3 separate regions of the Mus musculus genome follow, and regions 2 and 3 are each linked to region 1. The links are chromatin contacts, called in public HiChIP or PLAC-seq maps. All regions are on one chromosome and are shown on one strand. The core of a region is the stretch at or near the end of the contact, and the rest is flanking DNA. Distances in the headings are between cores, read along the strand shown.

Region 1 (4,425 bases), core at 874-3,373:
TGATTTCCGTTCCTACTCCATATTTGTGTCAGCAGGTTTTTCACCTGGCTAACAGACTCCATCCAGTGATCACCTGTGGAGCTGCTGAACTCCGGACTTGCTAAAAGCTGATGTTAACCAGTCCAACTGATGTGATGGCTCCTCGTCTTTCATCTGGATAAAGCTAAGTAAATGCTTCTAAGAAACGCCCCATTGCCTAGCCTTCCTGGGCCCCTTGGACAAGGTCCTAATGTCAACAGTAAGCAGTTACAGAAGGAAGATATGACATCTGTCCATTATCCCACCTTACTGGCTGAAATGCTGAGTCAAACAGGAACTCCCCCAGGCCCACTCAGAAAAGGACTCCACTTTGTCATCCTGACCACCCCATGGCCACGAAAATAGATGGGATCCAATCCTGGATTAATCGCTCTCTTCTGAAGTTCACCACCCCCTTCCCCAAAACATCTGGATCCCAGCAATGGGTTGTTAGACAACACCCACAGAACCCGTTAAAAATCAGACAGATAAAAGATTCCAGAGGTTTGCTTTCTATTTCATGTTGCCTTGGGCTGCTGAGGGACATGCTCCAGTACAACACACATGAACATCGATTAGAACTACGGACGGAAGCCTAAATAACATTGCTTATGGTTCCCCCCGCCCTCACGTTTGACGTATGTAAATTGTTTGGGCCAAAATGGAACAGGTGCCCAAAGGCCACAAACATATATGTTCCCTCATTCTCTAGGTCTTTGGATATAGGATCCAGAATATGGAAAATACTTTGGCCACCCTTCAGGTATATGCCTGCCCCTCAGTTGAAGACCCTGACTTGCAGGGGACATGGTGTGTGCTTTTGTGATATGTGGGGCGATAAAGCATTAGCTTCCTGGGTAACTGATAAAGATAAGTATATTCAGCCACAGAAGGTTGAGTCAGTCTAGAAAACTTGGGAAGACCAACCCCACTCAAATTAAGATAAAAATGATACAAATGATTTATGAGATACAGGGTAGATTTGGGGGCTCCTCCTTTATGCATCTGGTAATGACCCTGGGATGATATTCACCATCCAGAGAGTCCAGGTCACTAGGAACAGGGTCTTAGACATCAGTGGTTCCAAGAGAATGTTAATGCCCTCTCCCTGTCCTAGAAAGGACAAGGTCTCTCTGCTTATATAAGATATCGGTCTCAGTACCTGCAACACCGTAATAATGTACAGATGCTAATGCAGGAGTTTCCCCTTACTCTTTAGTACCGCCAAAAGGCACTTGGTTTGCTTGTGCCTTGGCACTGACCCCCTGTATCAGTCCCTTTAGCATCACTGAAACTTCTGAATTTTGCATACTTGTACATCTGTAGCCTCTGGTACAGTATTATCCTGGAGAAGGAGGTTAGGGACACCTGGGACTTCTACACCATTCCCAGATGGCCAGGGCAGTGCCAACACTAATAATGCCTTTCCTAAAAAGCATGAGCATAGCAAGACCTACCAGCATGAGAGAAGCAACACTTATGAAGGGAGATCAAAATGTCAAACATTTAAGCCAACAAAGACTGATATAAAAGTTTGTCCTCCTGGCCTCAGAAAAGAATTTTTTTTTCTGAGACAGGGTTTCTCTGTGTAGCCCTGACTGTCCTAGAACTCACTCTGTAGACCAGGCTGACCTCAAACTCAGAAATTTGCCTGCCTCTGCCTCCCAAGTGCTGGGATTAAAGGCATGCGCCACCACGCCCAGCATCAGAAAAGAAAAATTTTGAGTCAATGATTTGACTCATTGGGACAGCTCAAAAAAGGGTGGAATGCTATGGTTTGACACCTCCCCCTCCAAGCATAGCTGTAGCCATTTTGTACCATGCCTGTCAGCTATTTCATATTGTTGCTGTAACATGCCTGCCAGATACACAGAAGTGACTTGGCTCAAGGACATACTGACCACATACTGTTTTGTTCTGTATGTTCTGAATGTGCGGTATGAGTTTTGCTAATCTTAAGAAATTCCACAAAGCTTTGTGTAGGACCCATCAAATCAAAGGACAATTTGAACTGTTATGTCTGAAATCACTTGAGTCAGAGCTGACCACCCGGCAGTACTTCCTGTGTGTGAACTCACTGTGGCTTTTGTGGTTTTATCCTTTGTGAGCTGACAGGAAAAGATATCTGTTGTCATAGTTCTGATAATTCTGGGCTCTGTTCCTGATCTGACCAGTATTAAAGTGCAGTCAATAACTATTCTGAGTAGTTAACTGAGATCAGTGTTCACGCCGTTTGTGTGGCGATGTCTGAACACCAACAGTCTCTAGCTATTTACTATCCTGGTAAGTATGTTGATGAAGTTAAAAGCTAAGTGTTCATGCAGGGTCCGAGCACTGATCCAGTCTCAGCTGTATCATACATTTCATAGGAATGCAGCACTCCAACTCAAAGCCTACAAGATCAGTCTCTCTAATGCGGAGTGGACACTGGGTGTACCCATCTGTTGCTCAGATTGGTAGAACTAGGAGGTGGGACTGAGGCCTTGTTAGTACCTAAAGGCCATCTGGAAACCATAGAACCTCTGCGGCTACAGAACTTAGCTGAGATTGGAGATACCAAACATTGCACAAACTGCTATGTGTCCCTCTGTATCAAGAGTTAACGGTTTTCTAAGTGGTCTCTTTCCTCCTCTCTTCTGCCTCCTGTGTGTCATCTGGTCCTTCTATAGGACCTCAGGACAACCATAGAGATGGTGTCTGCCCTAGGGAAGGGCTGACCGTATCCTTCTGAACTGGGATGAGGCCTCAGATGGTTTGCAGCCTCTGACTCAGTGGTGACTGGGGTCTTCCCATGAAGAGGATCTAACTGTACCTGGACAGAGAAGCCAGTGGAGGGCAAACCCTGACGTCACAGGAGGAAAGGGAAGGAAGGCTTAAAGCAGAGCCAGAGTACCAAGAAAAGTGTCCGAATCTGCTCCACACTGCAGATCACCAAGGCGCATTGGCTCCAGAGTACAGACAATGCTATCTTAACAGGGGTGCTGGAGTGACAGTCCTCGTGACATGGAGTCATGATCTTATTCTGCCAATTGCTTTGGTCACGAAGGTTGTATTAGTCAGGGTTCTCTAGAGTCACAGAACTTATGGATAGTCTCTAGATAGTAAAGGAATTTATTGATGACTTACAGTCGGCAGCCCAATTCCCAACAATTGTTCAGTCGCAGCTGTGAATGGAAGTCCAAGGATCTAGCAGTTACTCAGTCTCACGCAGCAAGCAGGCGAAGGAGCAAGGGCTCGAGCTAGACTCCCTTCTTCCAATGTCCTTATATTGTCTCCAGCAGAAGGTGGAGCCCAGATTAAAGGTGTGTTCCACCACACCTTTAATCCCAGATGAAAGGCGTAGCCCAGATTAAAGGTGTGTTCCTTAAACTCGGAGATTCAATCTTCTGGAATTCATAGCCACTGTGGCTCAAGATCTTCAAACCAAGATCCAGATAAGGATCTCCAAGCCTCCAGATAAGGGTCACTGGTGAGCCTTCCAATTCCGGATTGTAATTCATTCCAAATATTGTCAAGTTGACAACCAGGAATAGCCACTACAATCCACCCCTTGTCAACTTGACACAAATAATATCTCATGTTCACATGAAACAATAACAAGGTTGTAAATACGCCTAACATGATATAACTATTCCTCGTACAATCGCAAACGCATTTGTAAATTTACAATGGGCATTCATATTACTTTATAATCCTCGTTTCTGCAACTGGTTACGTGGCCTTAATTGGTATTTATAACTACCTTCCTCTACTACCCATTCTGTATTTCCTTCTCCTTCAGCCAGCACCTCAGCAGGTCTTGGCTCTTTTCCTGGAGGATTGACCCATACCTTCATTCCTGATGGGTCTGCGTCCTTTGTCATCCTGCTTGGATTAGGCTGTTGTAGTTTCCCATTGACTTTAATCACAGGACATGGTAGTACTAAGAGACGCCCTAAGGGATCTCCTACACTCCAGACATAATCTTGCTTACCACCATTGTGAAGAGGTAATCCAATTTCCCCATGGTAATCTGGATCTATCACCCCTCCTAACACTGTTATTCCTTTTTTAGCCTGTTGGTTTAAGGGCATTAGAAGCCCAAAATGACCAGGGGGAAGTCTGAGCTTCCAGTTCAATGGAATGTTTGTTGTAGCTCCTGGTAGGAGCATTCCCCTCTCTGGAGCCAAAACTTCTAGGCCAGCAGAACCTAGAGTTATGGGGACAGGAAGCAAAAATTTTCCTAGAGGGTCACTAGGAGTGATAGTAAGTGGAACTATTCCGTTTTCCACCCCTTGATTCCTGGACCCATGAATCCTGGCTATAGGTGAAACTGTACCATATATCGAGCGCTGATTCAAAGCATATACTGCCTTCTGAAGAACTCTACCCCAGCCTTCCAAGCTGTTACCACCTAATTGGCGCTGT
Region 2 (4,425 bases), core at 1,041-3,540, 710 kb before region 1:
CCAGTTAGGTGCATTCCCAGCTTTGAGCTTTTTGTTTTTGAGACAGGAGTAGGCTATGTAGGCCAGGATAGTCTCTAACTCATAATCCTTTACCTTAGCCTCTTAAGTATTATAAGTATGTACTTTGTTTATATCTGACGTTATTTGTTCTTTATGTAGATACAATTTAAAATTAATAACTTGACGTTCTAGGGAAGAAGAAAAGCTTTAATGCTAGTCTGATTCTGAATTCTGAAAAGAAAAATGTGATAGGTAGGACTAAAATATATGTATAGTTTTCTAAGTCATCAGGCATGTTTCTAAGACCCATACCTAATCAATGATCTAAGATTTATATATGAGGCTGGAGAGTTCATCGGTTAAGAGTTACTGTGCTCTTGTAGAACTTGAGACTGATTCTTAGCACACACACGGCACAGCTCACAACCACCTGTAACCCTAATCCAGGGGATCTGGCAGTTTCTTTTGGCCTCCACATATACGTTCAAATAAAGCAAATAAATCGAAGATTTACATATAATCTGAAACAGTGGCTCTTCAACTTTCAGAGGGCAGATATCTGGAGGCTTTTAACTGAAGACTGCTGTGCTCTGACTCCACTGTTTCTTACTGGGATAGAGAGTGCATTTAGACAAATTTCCAAGGGCCATTGCTGCTACTGCTCTGAGGACATTTTGAGAAGCACTAGTCTAAGTTGTTTCCTACTCTTCTGTATTTGCCATTCCTTAAGCACCTCCCTTTGGCAAATCTTTAAAAAAAATTACAATATCTGCCTGAAAGAATGTTTCATTCTAATGTTTCATCAGAAAACATCTTTGTGGGACTGGAGAGATAGCTCAGAGGACCTGGGTTCAATTTCCAGCACCCACATGGCATTTACAATCTGTAATTCCAGTTCCAGGGTATCTGACACCCGCCAACAGACATACATGCAGGCAAAACACCAATGCATATAAAAAATGAAGAGGGAGCTGGGCATGGTGGCGCCTGCCTTTAATCCCAGCACTCGGGAGGCAGAGGCAGGCCGATTTCTGAGTTCGAGGCCAGCCTGGTCTACAAAGTGAGTTCCAGGACAGCCAGGGCTATATAGAGAAACCCTGTCCTGGGGGGGGGGGGGGAGGGGGAGAAGAGGAACCATTAAAAAAAAATGTTAAGGAGCTGGCTCAATGGGTAAGAGCACTAGCTGCTCTTCTGAAGGTCCTGAGTTCAAATCCCAGCAACGACATGGTGGCTCACAACCACCTGTAATGAGATCTGACGCCCTCTTCTGGTGTGTCTGAAGTCAGCTACAGTGAACTTATGTATAATAATAAATGAAGCTTTGGGCTGGAACAAGCAGGGACTGAGCAAGCTGAGTTGACCAGAGCGAGCAGAAGGTCCTAAAATTCAATCCCCAACAACCACATCAGCTACAGTGTACTCACATACATAGAATCAATTAAAAAAAAAAAAGTTAAAAAAAAAAAACAAACAAACGTTGATCCTGGTCTGTAAAAATTAGGGTTAAGAATGAATTTAGCTGGCCGTGGTGGTGCAAGGCTTTAATCTCAGCACTCAGGAGCAGAGGCAAGTGGAGCTCTGAGAATTTAAAGCCAGTCTGGTCCATGAAGGGAGATCCAGGAAAACAAGGGCTACACAGAGAAACCCTATCTTGAAAAAAACCAAAATAAATAAAATAAACATATAGAATTCAATGAAGAGTAGAGATAACCTAATGAAACCAGCATCAGCCCAAGTTGTGCACCTCTATTTCCTTAACTATGTTATGGGTTAATAAGTATCTGTAGACTTAGGTCTGAGCATGGTACAGCAGTAGTTACTGTACATACCAGAGTTGAGAGATTACTCTTCCCAGGTACAGCCTCAGTGTGCTTGCTATGCTCATGCCTCGGCTTACAGTTTTTCCCTACACCAGACGACTTTAAGGAAAGGTTGCTTGCTTCTGAGAAAGAATTTTCCGAGTTGATTCTCTGCTCCATTTGTTCCTTTCTCAACTTCTTCTGTTCTCGCTCTCGGCAGTAAGAAGCTAATGACAGCTGGAACCTAGCCCCCAGTGTGCTTTCTCCTGGATGGTGCCTGGACAGGCTGCTTCTGCTACTAATACTTCTGGAGCTATGCTTGAAGATGTCACCTTCTGTGGCTGTGGCCTGTTTTCTGGAGTCTTCACTGTTCTTGCCTCGATCTCTGTCATTCTTCTCCCTGTTACTTTCATGAATGAACAGTGACTTCCTTCTCTCAGGAGACTGGTGTTTTTTCTTCTGTGCCTTGATCTCTTTGGGCAATCGATAAGAGGAAGGAGCATAGATGCCAGCTCCTTTGGGTAAATATTTGCTTAGAGACATACAAGGCCGCCGTGACTCATGGACACCACGATCTTTGTGGTGCTCCTTCCCACCTTTCATGAAAGCCTCTAAAATAGGACTTTCTTCTGATGACATCCTCTTAGGTTTAAGTTTTTTTGGTGAAGATAATTTCCTTTCAAATTGCTCTGTCCCAGTGATGGATAATCCATTTCCTCTGTATTTGATGTTTGATTTTTGAGGCGAATCCAACATATGTTTGTCTAAAACAGCCACAATTAAAACACATATAAATCACACATTATTAAAAATAAACTGATGTGTCTATTAATGTTTATATTAGCTATTAACTGTACTGAAGCTACTAAAAAATTCAATCCAATTAATATGTGGTGATAAAATATATTTTGGGGGAATGAGAGAAACTAAGAAATAGGGTTATCTTTTATGAAGTTTCATGAATCCCTTCTGCTACATCAACTAAGCTCACTATAGCTTTTTTTGTGAGCTTTTTACTAGAGAACACAAATAATATAAGCACTATAAGCTGGAATTTTTTTAATGTTAAGAATGTAGAGGGCTGTTGAGATGGCTCAGCAGGTAAGAACACTGACTGCTCTTCTGAAGGTCCTGAGTTCAAATCCCAGCAACCACATGGTGGCTCACAACCATCCGTAATGAGATCTGATGCCCTCTTCTGGTGCATCTGAAGACAGCTACGGTGTACTTATGTAGAATAATAAATAAATCTTTGAGCCAAAGCGAGCAGGGACTGAGCAGGTGGGGTTGACTGGAGTGGGAGTGAACAGAGGTCCTAAATTCAATTCCCAACAATCAGATGAAGGCTCACAACCATATGTACAGCTATAGTGTGTACTCATATACATAAAGTAAATCTTAAAAAAAAAAAGACTATAGAAGAGATGGTTTACTGTTGAGCACATTTTCATTATAACAAACATTTCTTAATCCTGAACAGTATAATCAAAAGTCTGGAGGCTCTCTAAGACAACCCATCAAAAATACATTACCATGCATACCTTGTTTTGCAGCTGGCTTGAAGAAATCTATGATTGACTGTTTCCTGAAAATAAAAGCACAGCTAATATGACATCACAACACCAAATATTCAAACCTCAATACTTTAGATCAAGTCGTGAGTGTTAGATATATAATACGGGCTGAATTCCACTTTCTTATTTAACTAATCAAGTACTGAAAATGTCAATCATAGTTTGCTAAGCCACAAGGGAAAATTTAAAAAAATATATAGCCATTTTTTTGCTAAGTTTATAAACACAATTGAGACTTAAACAGAAACCTGATAAATACTAGAGATCACAGACCTGTCTAACAGAGACTTGCAACATGAGCAGAACAGCAGATGGGAAAGAGAACAATTGGGTTGATCTGAAAAGGAACATGCAAGGCAAAGGTAGAGAGGATCAGCCGTGACTCTTACACTGATCTCTTATGTTTTATAAGATCCTAAACTAACAGCAAAAGCTAGGATGAGCCACAACTTGTGTTTCAAACTTTCTTCTTAAAGATCTAAGATTCCTTAAGATTAGCCAGGAGCAGTAGCACACACCTTTTAATTCCAGTACTCAGGAGACAAGGCAGATGTATCTATGTAAATGTGAGACCAGTCTGGTCTATGGAGTGAATTCTAGGCCTGGTAAGGGCTACACAATGAGACCTTTTCTTGAAAAGCAAATCAAACAAAACAAAATAAAACAGAACAAAAAAGCAAAGATTCAAGGGGCGAAGAGATGGCTCAGTGGTTAAGAACATGTGTTGCTCTTGCAAAGAAGCCAGGGCTCCCCACACCCAGATGGCTATTCACAAATGACTAACTCCAGTTCCAGGGGTATGTGATGCCATCTTCTGGTCTCCTAGCACCAGGCACACACATGGTGCAAATATACATGCAGCCAAAACCACTCATTCACATAAAAAATAAGTAAAATACTTAAAACAAAACAAAACTTAAGATACTTTTACAAAAGCATCATACTACCTAAGTAAAATAAAAAGGAAATTGGACAGTTAACAAGTAAAAAAAAAAATCAAACAGCTTTAATAATATGTACGGGTTACTACACACTAACATGGGCATACAATT
Region 3 (4,425 bases), core at 738-3,237, 670 kb after region 1:
AAACAACAATGACCCACTCTGTCATTATTAACTGCAAGGCCACCCCTTGTAGCCTCAAGTCCATGCATGAGCAGAAGGATACAAATTCTTCTCCCATCGTCACCCCTCCCTGGCTCCTAGCAGGTCTGAGGGGCTGGGCAGATCACTGACTTCAGTGAGTAACTCACATCTCTCCAGGATTAAAGTAGCAACCGTCAACTTCCATACCTGGATCCTAGTGTCCCTTCTTCCTATGGAGGGGCAGAGAAAAATGTGTTGAACTCTCAGCAAGAGGGGGACTTGACAGGAGTTTAACCATCAAGGTTGACCCACAAGGCATCCTCAGAGTTGAGAATGTGTTCAAATTCCAGAATCTCACTGGCTGTGAGATCTCAGGGTAGGCAGGGAAGACTGAGGTCAGAGGGCACAGTGGTCCATGAAACCCCAAGGAGGTGGTTCTCAGCCTGTTGGTTGTGACCCCTTTGGAGGTTGCATATCAGATAGCCTGACTACCAGATATTTTATTATAATTATTTATATTATAATCCACAACAGTAGCAGAATTACAGTTATGAAGTAGCAACAAAATATGTTTATGGTTGGGGGGCGTCATGACACGAGGAGCTCTATTAAAGGGGTACAGCATTAGGAAGGTTGAGAGTCACTGCCCTGAGGTTCTTGTTCTGCCCTTAATGCTCCCAGAGCATTGTGGCAATGTGTCCATTTTACCCACAAGGAGGGCTTTGAGCCCCCGTCAGTCAGTGTCCTCTGAATCACTTGAGCAAGTGTCCTTTTGTCATCTTGCACTTAGCAGACTGTGCATTTATGAAGCCCACAGAGCCATAAGCAAACCACTGTTTGAGTTGAATGCATGACTGCTGGTGATAGTAAAAGGAAAGGAAATGATTTGCATTGCAAGACAGCCAAAGGATAATACCAGAGGCTATTAGATTAATTCACTTAGTCATTGGCTAATATTTACCCATAGCCATAGAGTATCTGCCCCTATTCATGCAGATTCTATCACTTTGTATGCCGAGAGGGAGTAGGGAAGGCGGGAAGGCAATGAGAAGATGGGAAAATTGTTCTTAAAAAAGTCAGAATTATAATTTTAAATAGCAGTTCATTCCTTTCAGGTAAACTTTAAACTGGAGTAAAAAAAAAAGTAATGCTAAGGTGAAAATGACAGTGTAATATGACTTTTAATGATTATAATATCATATTGAAAACATTTTTATCCACTTTTATCTTCAAATCCTTGTTACCCAGAAATGCTGCACAGTCTCTCAAAGTTAAGAACTTTTTAAAGTCCTAGTAGAGAGACCAAGGGAAGGTTCATTGGAGAGTCGCTGTGGGTAGAAAGGCGTTTGGAAGAAGATGCCCTGCTCATGATTGTTGGGAGAGATTCTTGTCTGGGAGGCTTATGTGCCTCGCCTGGATTAAGAGGGAACAAGAAGCACAGGTAGACATCACAGGGATTGGGAGCTTGTGCTGTGAGGTGTAGGGGGTTAACAGCGCCTTGGCTGGGAGAGCCTGCTGCAGTCTGGACTGTGGACAGATGAGTGAGAGATGGGGGAAGAAGGGGCGGATTCCAGGGCAAGAGTCTCTCAGCGTGGGCATCTGCAGGTCAAGACAGGAAAACAGACAGGTTAAAGCAGGCTGACTCTCAGATGACACAGTGAGAAAGGGCACGGAGGAGCAGCTCTAGCAACAAAGCCTCAAAATTAATGTTAGAGGAGAGGAGAGATGGACCTGGGACCTTGTGCCTCGTAGACTCAAGCTTGAGTCATTAACTGGATTCTGCTTGATACAGAGGGGGACCCATGGACCCAGTTGGTAAACTCCCTCCCTACATATTTGAATCCCGGGGTGTCACAAGCGGAGTGATGTTGGTAAAGTGACTTCTGGTGCCTCCGATGTCAACTGAGGATGACAATGACGGGGCTCGCCTCACTGGAGTGGATGACTCACAAGCATGTGGCCGGCCGCACCTAGATGGTGCTGCTACAAGAACGTCAGGCAGGAGTGGCCATTATTCTTCCACACATAGGATCTAGAGCTGCCCCGATTGGTTAGTGAGCTCAAGCCAGCGGCTACTGGTTTAACTTAAAGCATTAAAGGACTCGTTAAATTGCTTCATCTATCATCATTCATTGTTGCTAGTAAGATAATGCTTCGGTATTTGGGGATAGAACTTCCACTTGATTAGTGATGACTAATATCTGATGCCAAAATGACTCCTTTGTGGGCCTGGAGCCAAGTTTTCCAGGCTTTATCCACCAGCAAAGAGATGGCTCAGCCATTAACCCATCACATAGTCGTCACCCTTGCCTGAACTTTAGTAAGTAAGGGAGACAGCAGGGGAAGCAAGGAGAAGCATTACATAAGAAGTGCTGACTCAGAAAGGTGGAAGGGGCCTTGAAGGTTCTCAAGACCGCCCACTCCAGTAAGAGCAAGCACAGTGAAGAAAGGGCATCCGAGGGAAATAAAGGAAGAAAGGGCGGGGCCAGTGCTGCTAGGAGAGGCGGGGCTTCCAAACTCCAGTGAGGTTCAACCCCAGCCTTACCGTTAGACAGTGTTGTGTTCTACAGACCGGCCTTCAACTCCATGTGTAGCTAAGGATAACCTTGATCCTCCTGCTTCTGCCCTGCCTCCCACCGCCCATGAGGGCTTATAGGCGTGTGCCAGTGTATCTAATTAGCTCTTTTTTAAAAAATTTGGATGGCCAAGGTACCTAGGGAAGAGATGAGAACCTCTTCCCCAGATACCGAGGTCTCTCTTTTTCCCCTCAAAGTGGCAGCTGACATCTATTGTGGGATCTTTGCATCATATAACTGGTTAATTACAACAACTGTTTCCTCCCTGATTAGTCTTTTGCATATTTTTCAGTGCTTGATTCAAGATATCATCTTCTGCATTTTGCCCTTCTGTTCAAAGGCAGAAATTCAGGATCCTTCAGGATTCTGGTCCTCCCCCTATTGTGTAACTCCTTTCATACTTTCAGTTCTGAGCCTCCGAGTTGAAGAGAGAAGGAGTCAAGACATTTGTCTTCTGATACACTCCATGAATCGCCTTTCCACGGGAGGCTTCGAAGACATAGCTTCACTATTTACAGTGCAAGGTCGGGGTTCCAATGCCTCCAGTGCCGTGGCAGGGGGATCTCACGCTCTTACAGACCTGCATGCTCCGGCCACAGCCCACTCTCTGCTGCTCTGTTCCTCACAGTGGGGACATCTCGGGTGTGCTTCCTTTGGAACCAGGGACTTCTGGAACAAAATTCTTTCCTGTCCCAGAACCCATCTGGCAATTTGCTGCTTGAACCCTCAAATCCGGGGACAGAAAAACTAGCTACTTGGAAACACAGTCCATTCCGTCCCGTGGCCAAATAACAGACTACATTTTCAAACGAAGCATTTTTGCTTAGCAAACTCTCCTGTGCTGGGCAGTTATTCTGGGTTGCAGGAGCCGCAGCTTACTCCTTTTCTATCAGGGTCTTAAAGGCTTTAAAGTTATCGAAACACTAGATTCTTTCTTTGCTTAAAAGTGTGTGTGTGAGCCAGGCAGTAGTGGCAAATGCCTTTAATCTCAGCACTTGAGAGGCAGAAGCAGGCGGATTTCTGAGTTCGAGGCCAGCCTGGTCTACAGAGTTCCAGGACAGCCAGTGTTATACAGAGAAACCCTATCTTGAAAAACTGGAAGGAAAAAAAGCCAAGTGTGTGTGTGTGTGTATGTGTGCATGTGCATGTTCTTGGACATGTGTTTTTATGTATGTGGTACTTGAGTGTGTGCACCTGTGTGTATCTGAACAGGTGTGTGTGTGTGTGTGTGTGTGTGTGTGTGTGTGTGTGTGTGTGTGTGTGTGTGTGCCCATGCATGTGCACAGGCTAGGGAGGCTGGAAGCCCCCCTTATTCCCTCGAGACAGGGTAGGAACCTATAGCTGGCCTTTGTTGTTTGTTTTGGGGGGAGTAGGCTAACCAGCAAGCCTTAGAGCTCCATCTGTTTCTCCCTCCTCCTCCTCCGAGCTGGGGCTATGCTTGCTTTTTATGTGGGTACAGGTGATCCAGACTCAGTGCTCATGATCTTGCACCAAGCTGTCTTACTCACTGAGCCGTCTCCATAGTCCTGGGTTGTTTATGAAATTTTCAGAGGGCTGTGTCTAAAACTGAGTCCCTGGACAATAGACGAAGGAAATGTGCCAGGCATTAACCTGAGTACTTGTGCACACTAAATCAAGAACAATGTCATATTTCTAAACCATTTGTCCAGAATGTGATAGCATATCACAACAGAAAAACTCTCCACTCATCTAACTCATCCCCCACCTTTCCAGAGAAGCCCAAAGGAGGGGCTCCGATCTGTCCGTCATGTCTCCAACACTGTACTCCAGAAAACGTTCCAGTCACATCCGCCATCACAGCAGGAACAAGCTAACCACTCATGGCCAG

What was found. HiChIP or PLAC-seq counts read pairs in DNA pulled down with a chosen protein or histone mark.
Region 2: a FOXA1 HiChIP or PLAC-seq map of pancreatic cancer cells shows a contact between it and region 1. The contact joins two enhancer-like sites. A contact is called at or near these places in 1 of 39 promoter capture datasets (cranial neural crest) and 1 of 115 datasets of contacts at active chromatin or transcription factors (pancreatic cancer cells).
Region 3: a contact with region 1 is called in a FOXA1 HiChIP or PLAC-seq map of pancreatic cancer cells. The contact joins two enhancer-like sites. A contact is called at or near these places in 1 of 115 datasets of contacts at active chromatin or transcription factors (pancreatic cancer cells) and 1 of 9 other capture datasets (adipose tissue).

Annotation. Positions count from the first base shown.
Region 1 is chr19:44,223,584-44,228,008 of GRCm38.p6, reverse strand. The region is part of intron 2 of Scd3 (stearoyl-coenzyme A desaturase 3); the gene reads right to left. It also overlaps a transcript of Pkd2l1 not described here. Among named protein-coding and RNA genes, the nearest start is that of Scd3, 23 kb to the right of the region's middle. Within about 2 kb of position 2,123, at least 39 of the 459 cell types and tissues checked have an H3K27ac peak or open chromatin away from gene starts, as enhancers often do. A contact at or near this core is called in pancreatic cancer cells, where this site is marked.
Region 2 is chr19:44,933,071-44,937,495 of GRCm38.p6, reverse strand. Slf2 (SMC5-SMC6 complex localization factor 2) reads right to left here. Exons shown (of 20, transcript NM_001081225.2): 2 at 3,341-3,384; 3 at 1,830-2,563. Among named protein-coding and RNA genes, the nearest start is that of Slf2, 4.2 kb to the right of the region's middle. Within about 2 kb of position 2,290, at least 6 of the 459 cell types and tissues checked have an H3K27ac peak or open chromatin away from gene starts, as enhancers often do. A contact at or near this core is called in pancreatic cancer cells, where this site is marked.
Region 3 is chr19:43,548,838-43,553,262 of GRCm38.p6, reverse strand. All of the region lies in intron 2 of Gm34636 (a long non-coding RNA gene), which reads left to right. Among named protein-coding and RNA genes, the nearest start is that of Gm34636, 18 kb to the left of the region's middle. Within about 2 kb of position 1,987, at least 33 of the 459 cell types and tissues checked have an H3K27ac peak or open chromatin away from gene starts, as enhancers often do. A contact at or near this core is called in pancreatic cancer cells, where this site is marked.